Regions from separate parts of the Mus musculus genome. Here region 1 is linked to region 2. A link is a contact called in public promoter capture Hi-C data. All regions are on one chromosome and are shown on one strand. The core of a region is the stretch at or near the end of the contact, and the rest is flanking DNA. Distances in the headings are between cores, read along the strand shown. Region 1 holds the start of Dnah14 (dynein, axonemal, heavy chain 14). Region 2 holds the start of Lefty2 (left-right determination factor 2).

What was found. Promoter capture Hi-C pulls out the DNA fragments that hold promoters and counts their contacts.
Region 1: a contact with region 2 is called in a promoter capture Hi-C map of embryonic stem cells, with 2.4 times the contacts expected there. The contact joins the promoter of Dnah14 here to the promoter of Lefty2 in region 2. A contact is called at or near these places in 4 of 39 promoter capture datasets (embryonic stem cells, hippocampal neurons, neural stem cells and 1 more) and 1 of 115 datasets of contacts at active chromatin or transcription factors (embryonic stem cells).

Annotation. Positions count from the first base shown.
Region 1 is chr1:181,574,518-181,579,175 of GRCm38.p6, reverse strand. Dnah14 (dynein, axonemal, heavy chain 14) reads right to left here and starts at 2,583. Exons shown (of 87, transcript NM_001377039.1): 1 at 2,448-2,583.
Region 2 is chr1:180,891,507-180,895,763 of GRCm38.p6, reverse strand. It overlaps Lefty2 (left-right determination factor 2), which reads right to left and starts at 2,656. Exons shown (of 4, transcript NM_177099.4): 1 at 2,331-2,656; 2 at 1,383-1,629; 3 at 923-1,168. The coding sequence starts at 2,580.

The DNA.
Region 1 (4,658 bases), core at 1,334-3,833, 680 kb before region 2:
ACAACAACAAAAAAAAAACAAACAAAAAATGAAACAAAACCAAACCAACAAAACAAACAACAAAAAGGGCAAGGCAGAGGACTAAGGTGAAGCTCAATGATAAAGGCCTGACCAGTGTGCACAAGACCTTGGGTTCAATTCCCAGAGCTACCAGAGAGAAAATGGAGGAAGTGTCGGGAAATAGGTGAGACATAATAAACACATCTTCCAACAAACAGAATCAGGAGAATCAGTGCGCACATAAAAGAAAGGTAAACCCACACATTTCATAAGTAACAATAATCCCAGATGAGAAGTCTAAGATACAAGGACGCAAAAAAAAAATACAGTGAGCAGTCCTGGTGGCATAGGCTGTGCAGTCCCAGCTACTTGGGAGAATGAGATGGGAGGACAGCCTAGGATACAGCCAAAGTTCAAGGTCAGCCTGGGCAGCTTAGTGAGACCCGTCTCAAAATTAAAGTGGCAAGAGGGCTGGAGATACAACTGGGGGTGTAGAGTGCACCTCACACCTGAGAGTCACTGGGTGTGCCCCGATGTGTGTAGTACACGCGCACATGCCGATGTAACAAGCATGAAGGCAGAGGTAACAAATACTGCCAACAGAATACAACTGTGTCCCCAAGGAGTACAAGTGTGGTGCTGGGGAAACGGCTCAGTGGGTAAAGTGTGTGCCTCAGAAGTGCAAGGACCTGAATTAGGGTCCCCAGAGCCTACATCTTAAAGAGCTGTGTGTGGTGGCCCACACTTAAAATCCCAACGATAGAAAGATGGGCGGTAGATGCAGATGGATCCCTGGAGCCCACTGAACAGCCAGTCTTGCCTCCTTGGTCAACTTCCAACCAATGAGAAGGCTTGTCTTAAAGAAAACAGAGCATGGGACTGAGCAACACCCAAGGCAGTCCTCTGACCTCCACATGCATGTACACATGTGTACTACCCTCTCCATGAACATGAAGAAACATACACGCAAGTTAGGTGTACTTGGACACAGGGGTACAGGCTTGTAATTCTAGCACTAAGGAGGCTGAGGAGGGAAGATCGGAAGTTAAAGACCAATCTTGGCTATGCAGCCAAAAAGAGGAGGGGAGAGGGCTCAGGGGAGGGGAAGGGGGAAGGAGGGGAGGGGGAAGGGGAGGGAGAAGGAAGGAAAATGTGGTTAAAATACAAAGCCATATTTTAATAGATGTCAGGAAAAAATTATCTGAACTAAAGTATTTTAAAGATCTTTGCATCGTCTGAAAGAAAATTTTAAAAATTGAGGGCTGGAGATATGGAGCAATGGTGGAGTATCTACCGAGCATGTGGAGAGCCCTGGGAAAACCTGCAGTATGGAAAGAGGGGGAAGAGAGGAGGGGAAGAGGACATAGTGGAAGGTGGGAAGAGAAACGTGGGGGGGGGGCTGACGGGGGGGCAGGACTATAACCATGCTGGGCTACAAACCTACAATTCCAGCACTTGAGAACCAAGCAAAAAAATAATTGCAGGACATTCCCCAAAGCAAAGCTTGAATTTTCCACATACTGAACACTCAGCATGTCTACAATGGCTGTCTTTACTGAGCATACACAGAGGATTTTTTCACTTGTCTGTTGCCTTTATCACCTCAATGCTACTGTGTCACGAGGTAATGACACAGAATTACATTGTATTGGGTAGATAGCGCCAGTAATCTAAATTATCTCACGTTTTCCAGAGGATGATGGGTTATATGTATAGATGAGGATATTTAGAGTTGGGCTTCATGAATCTGAGAGAGGTGGTGTCTGGGAAGCCATCCTCTTAGGGACCATGTGTTATTTGCGCACATAAGTCCTGTCACAGCTTCAGTTGTCCCACATGAGGGAAAGAATTCTCACATGAGGGACTGGTCCCATTGGAATGTCCTGCAGACCTATATGTTGGGCATTTTCTTGACTGCTAATTGATGCAGTTGGGTCCTAAGGGGATGTAGGAGAACGGTGACCACTGGGAGCAGAGCCATCGCTAGGCAACTGGACCTGCGCTGTATAAGACAGGAAAATGAACAAGTCATGAGAGGGCAGGGCAGGGTTTCTCCACGGTCTCTGTTTCAGTGCCTGCCCTGGTGTCTCTCCATGAGGGGCTATAATGTGTAAGCCCAATAAACCCTTTCCTTCCCCAAGTTACTTTCGGTAGGTGTTGAATCACAGCAACAGAGACACAAACTAGAACAAAGCGGCAGGTGCGTGACTATGTTAAACAGCAGCAAGGTTTTGCAAAGAGCAACAAACATCACTTATTTATGACTGGAAAAAAAAAGCAAGCTTTAAAATCTCGTAGTCTGGGAACGGGTCGCTGAAGCCTGGTTGATCAGTAGCAACTAGGAAACTGCTTCTCTGAGGAAGGACAGGGCTCTGAGACACTTGTGCGGGCACTCCCAAGGACCCAGGCACAGAGGCCCAGGGCAGACACCTGTTTACCTCGTTTACCTGGTATGCTGTGGCAGTCAAGGTCTCCTCCTCCCCTTCTTCCTTTTCCTGCCTCAGCACTGCATAGTCCAGGAGCATACACAGGCACAAGTTTAGAGACTACTGCCCCAGCCCCAACTCAGTAACGGTCAAGCGCCTCGTGCCTCGGGAGCCAAGGCCTTAGGAGCCCCGCAGTTGCTAGGGGCAGGCGCTGGGGCGGAGTGAGTACCGGAAGTGCTCAAGCCTGGTCCGCTGTATGGCTCAGCACAGATAAGACCTCCCTCTGACAGCCCCGCCTGCAATCTGCCAGGCAGGGCCCAAGGGGGAGATACCTATAGGTGTGAAGAGTAAGATCTGAGCGTTTGAAAGAGGGGACCTTTCATTTATGATTTACACAGACTGTGCATATGACCTACTACGGCCAAGCCTGGTGTCCACATCTCTAAATCCCGCTTGGCTAAGAGGACCACAAATGTGAGCATCAGCCTGGGCTACATTAGTGAGACCCTAGCTCAAAGAAAACAGAACACCATTAAGAGACTAATAAAAGTACTGTGAAGAGTACAAGAGGTATAGGCATTCCTAAATAATAAGGTTACATATATTCGTGAATTCCCATTTGCATGTCTTACACGGCTTTATTGACGCCCTATATTTTATTCACCTATTTATTGAGGACTTACTTATTTGTTGGTAGAGACAAAGGCAGAGAAACAGCATAGAGATGTGTTGGGTCTGTAAAATGGATGACTAATTGGGAGGGGCGAGATAATCAGCTTTCAATTTTCAATATTCATAGGGCTAAGGACGTGATCATTCCAATATGTCACAGTAAGAGATGAATTTTTTGGAGAGCTATTTGGTAAGAGAAGTTGGAGATAAGGGGACATCACTTTTAAAGGAAAAAAATTAAAATGTTATATGTAAATAAATCATATTTAGTTTAATAGAGCTATCCAGAAAGCTGAGAGAAATCTGTTTTAATAAAACAAGAGATTACATTTTAGCAGAAGAGGAGGAAAGATAGATAACAAAAAAAAGATGGCTTATGAGGAGTTTCCTGAGGTCAAGTTTCCCTCCAGCCATCATTGCCTGAGCAAATCCTGCTTCTGTTTACCCCAGTTGTGAAACTCAATCTCAGCCCTTCCCTCTCCCTCACTTCCTATCCCAATTCCAATTGTTACAACTCTGCAGATCTGTGCACAAGCAGTATGGTTAGTCTGCCATTTTCCTCTGTCTTCAATCTCTGCTGGAGGCAAAGCAGTAGGTTTTGAACTTAGACCCAGAACTTCTGAATATGAGGTGCAGAATCTCAGACCTGTTAGGAGTACTGAAGTTTTTAGAGATTCCTATCATGGATTTGTATCTTCCTATACAAATTAATTATTATTAATGGTGTGAAGAGTGACTGTACTAAGCCTCATTACTAAATCTCTCTGTATCCACTTTACGATGAGAGAAAGACAAGCCCTCAGACACTGTCTTGGTGACTGTCAACAACCACAAGTCAACTGGGAAGACAGAAGCTCAAGAAGAATTGTCTCCATCAGATTGACCTGTGACAATATCTGTGAGACATTGTTTTGATTGATGATTGATGTGGGAGGCCCAGCCCACTGTGGGTGGTGCTACCCCTAGGCAAGTGGGTCAGTAAAAACTAACCAGGACACAGAATGGTGAAAATGCTCAGTTACTCACTACATATGGTTCCAGTTAAGATCAAATAAGACAAACAGAGCTCTGGCCTCTCATTTTGGTTCTTATATAGTGACCAATAACCTGCTTGTGGTATATAGATAGAACTATTTTCCTTAAACTTATAGCCTTGGAAGGGGGCAGTTTCACTGTCTCAAGTGGCCAGGAATCATAGTGCTGAAGTACAAGAGAGGATTCCTAAGTGCTCTGATGGGCTTAGGGGGGATATGGTTTTGGGTACACTTTGCTCAAGCATGCGTTATAGCATAGTTGGCAATGAGTTCAAGGGTAATCAATCAAACATATAGGTAAAGTGTATTTAAGCAGAAACACACATAAAACAAATTCATATTGATCAGGAACCTAATCATGTATATTCCAGGCATAACGGTTTAGCATCACTAATTCAGTGTGTGCTCTGACTTTACAGGCAATTTCATGTCCATAAATAGCAAGAACCAACCATCTACAGAGTCAAACATGTGAGACTGAGTTTGCTTTGTTCTCTGCAAATATTAGGACCTGAAGGGTTATAAG
Region 2 (4,257 bases), core at 1,407-3,906:
TATACCACACATACATATACACACCACATATCACACAACACATACACAACACATGCACACCACACACACATACACCACACATTCCACATGCACCACACATACCACACATATACACATGCACACATACTTCACACAACACACATACCACATATATGCACACACACACACCCCTATACACACACACACTATAATGCTTATCAGGAGGAGCAAGATGGGGAGTAGAGAATGCTATGATAAAGATACATTGTATATATGAATAAAATTCCCCCAAAATAAAGAATTTTTAACAACAACAAAGAGTATATGCAGGGGAGGCAAGGTAGCTTAGCAGGTAAAGAGCTTGCCATGCAAAACTGATGACCTGGGCTGGATTGGATCCCTGGAACTCATATAAAGGTGACAGAGTAGAACACAGTGTGTACACACGGACACACATGCGCAATAGTAGCAAATACAAATGTTTAAAGTATATGCCTAATAAGATGGGTTTTGTTGTTGTTTGTTCTGTTTTTAGTGGTTGGTTGTTTGGTTTGGTTTGGTTTGGGTTTTTTGAAATAGGATGTCTCTGTGTGTAGCTTTAGCTATCCTTTATAGACCAGACTGGCCTCGAACTCGGGGATCTGCCTGCCTCTCCCTTCCAAGTGTGGGATTAAAAGCATGTGCCACCAATGCCTGGCTTGAAGCTAAAAATCTTCAAAGACTTACTCTTGAAGGGGACAGTGGAAATAGAATGTTATAATTCAATATTATAATACCATTTCTAAACGCACCGCTAGAAAGTATTATAGGTAGGAATGGCTCATCTCCCGGGGCAGCCTACACAGTTCACACCTAAGCTGGTACAAAATCTCGGCGCGGCTGGGGGCAGAGAGGGAGGAGGACCGGGTCTATTGCATCCCTAGCCACCCAACCTCCAGCCTACCCGTAGTCCTTGAGGTCCAGCGTGTGCAGCTCCAGCTGTGGCTCGCCCTGCCCCTTGCCGTCCGGCGTCCCCTGCGCCGCGAAACGGACCAACTTGTGTGCGCTCCAGGTCCCCGGCCCCAGATGCTCCCTCTGCACCGACACCTGGAGCAGCAGCGGCTGCCTCGGCCGGCTCAGCTGCTGCCAGAAGTTCACGGCCTCGGTCACGTCGAAGGCCTTCCAGCCGCTCTCGTGGATGGACACGAGCCTGAGACACAGCAGTGCGCGTCAGGCAAGGGGACTGGCAGGCTGTTAGGGAGGCCCTGAAGGAGGAGTCTGTCCCGTCCGGTACCCATCCCTATCATCTGCTGCTCCCCTCCCCCTGCATGGGCGAGTCCCTCACTTCCCAACTCCCCCAACACACGCGCGCACGTGCGCGCACACACACATCAGCAACAACAGCATCCAGCAGCATCCCCTACCTAGAGTCGATGAGGGCAGTGCGATTGGAGCCATCCTCACGGACTCTCAGCCATTCAATGGTGACCCGAGCCCGGGCACTGTGTGGGGACAGCCTCTCAAACCTCCGGAGAGCTGTTCTGGGCACAGGCTCCTGGAACAGCCGCAGCACAGCCTGCACCAGCTCGCTGTTAGGCGGCAGCCGCTGCTCCATTCCGAACACTAGCAGGTGAGTGGAGGTCTCTGACATCAGGAACCTGCCTGCCACCTCTGTGGACAAGGACAGAGTCAGCCGGGCCTCTCCAGGTATCACAAGACCTCTAGGATGGCAGAGCCACTGTACTTGAAGGAGGCCAGGACAGAGCCGTTACAGTTCTGTGCCTTTTTAAAATCTCCAGCAAGAGCTTGTTCACTAAACCTCCCCAAGCAAGCACAAAGAGCTTTGGGATCCAGAAGTAATGAAGCTGAAGAGAGTAGGGTCCTTATAGAAGCCGGGTCATGGATCTGGCTTTCTTTCTGATCCCAGCCCTAACGGGGAGAGGCTCCATTTAGGCTCCTGCATCTCACTAGCGGGCTATACTGTTCTCAGAATACTGGACGTTTTGTTTGCTTTTAACCCAAAGTAGCTTCAACCAGTAATTTACTTCAGTGTTCATAGCACAAGACACAGTTGGCCACTGTCCCAGATGGTCCTAGATAGTCACCCCAGAAGTCACACTACTGTCTCCAGAAGAACTGGGTCCTTGCTACACCTACCCATACCCTATGATCCTGTTTTGCCCTGCTCTATTCTTCTCTGAGTCTGGGTCTTGTCAGTCACTCCAGCCTGATGTATATCTCCTCCTGGCCTTGAGAGTCCTGAGGACTTGGTCACACCTCTCAACACACACACAAAGAAAGGGTCTACATCACCAGAGTGGGCATGGTCAGTCTGCCCTGTCTAGAGACCAGGGACAGCAGGAAGAGCTCACCTCGAAAATTCTGGCTGAACCTCTTGCCTCGGGAGCGGTCAGCGTGACTTCCCTGCAGCAGGGCCACATACTGGGACCTCACGTGGGTAGGGATGGCCATCTCCTCCACATCCGCGCTGTCCAGGGTGGGGGCCTGGCTGAGCTGCAGCTGCTGCAGTAGACTGCTCAGGACCTGTTCCTCGGTCATCGCTGCCCCAGGGCCAGCCAGGGGCAGTACCCAGAGTGCCCAGCAAAGCCACAGGGACTTCATGGCGCTGCCCAGGAGGAATCGTGGATATATGCGTCCCTAAAAGTGCCCTGAAAAGTTCTTGGGACCTAGACGGTCTGCTGAGGGCTGGCACTGGCCTTCTTTATAGTTGGCCCTGGGGTGGGGGGCAGGGAGGAAGGACAAGAAAGGTCACACCCCTGGGACCTCCTGGGAACTCAGCATGAGACAAGCCCCTGCGCCCTGAGGAGGGGCTGTCTAAGAAAGGACACAGAGAGCTGTCTGGAAGACACACGGACTGAGATTTCTGTCTGTGGGGTCACTGCCTCTCAACGATACTGTTCGCTCTTGTTGGAATTATCTGATAATATCACCGTCTGTTTTGTGGGATAGAGAATTCCTCGGGGCAAAAAACAGAGAGACTCTTTCACCAGTTGTTGAAGTACTATATTACCTGCATAGCCATGGCTGGGCTGAATTCTTCAGAAACGACTCTAGGTCAGGCGGACCCCAAACTTGTGATAATCCTCCTCCCATCATCCTCTGCATGCTAGAACTACAGCTGTGTATCACTATGCCAGACCTGTTTAAGACTCTGGAAGATTCTCCATGGGCCAGTGGAGGTCTAGATTTGTCCGTGGAGGAACAAAGAGGGGCAGAGTCCTGTATTCCAGCTGTCTCTGGTCAATTCCACAGATACCCCGGAGTCAAAGGAACCGTATACATCCTTCAGTACCCCCACGGGTCTGTCCAGGTTCGTCACGGTCCTCATCACACCCCACCCCTCCCATGCCAGAGGAAGACAGATGCCGCTAACTAGAGATTTTGCTAGCATAGTCTCAGGAAACATGAAGACTGCGCATGTCTCTCTGCTCTCAGAGTGCCACAGAATGTGCCTCTTCAGACAGCAACTCCTTCTGGGAGGGCTCGCCCACTAGGCTCATACCACAAGCGCTCAGGCTTGTGTCTTGCTCATACCACAGACTTAGAGACAGAAACCATCCAGAGGCCAAATCTGCCTGGAAACATGTCCAGTCCACAGCTGCAGGCACCTGACTGGCCCTACTTCTTCTAGCTCCCAGTTTACAACAGCTGGGTCTTGATACTTGGTAAATTTTATAAATTCTCAATGCCTTGTGTTTTTATTATCTAAAGGAGCAGTTGACAATGACAGAAGACCCTGTCTCAAAACAAATACATAACATATGCGCATGCAAGATACATCCTCAGCAGACATCCATCGTATGAGTGATCATGTGTGCCAGGCCCCATCCCAAGCTGGGAGTAGGGTTCCACACAGCCCTTACGAGGCAGGTTTTAGCTGCAAGTGCATCTTTCAGATGCTGGTCAGCTCACTACAGGACAAAGTCACCTGTCCTGTCACAGTATGCAGTTAGAGGAGACCTTGCGATACAGATATTTGCATCTGCCCCCTAAGGCCTCTCTGGCTCAGAGGTCTAAGTGTGTGCAGAAGGAAACCTTTCCTGTAGCCAATGAGAGGTGAACAATGGCCACAGAGGAGCTTAAGGGCCAAAGGGCCTGGTGGACAGGGATCACCTCTCTGCCTTCCCAGGAGGACACTGGCCCCTGGGTGTGTATGCGCTGTGTTCTACCTTTCTCAAACAACCCTGAGAGCAGAGAAAACCCTCTCAGGTTCAAGGGCTCTGGGTAACAGCCCAAACACACACACACACACACACACACACACACACACACACACAC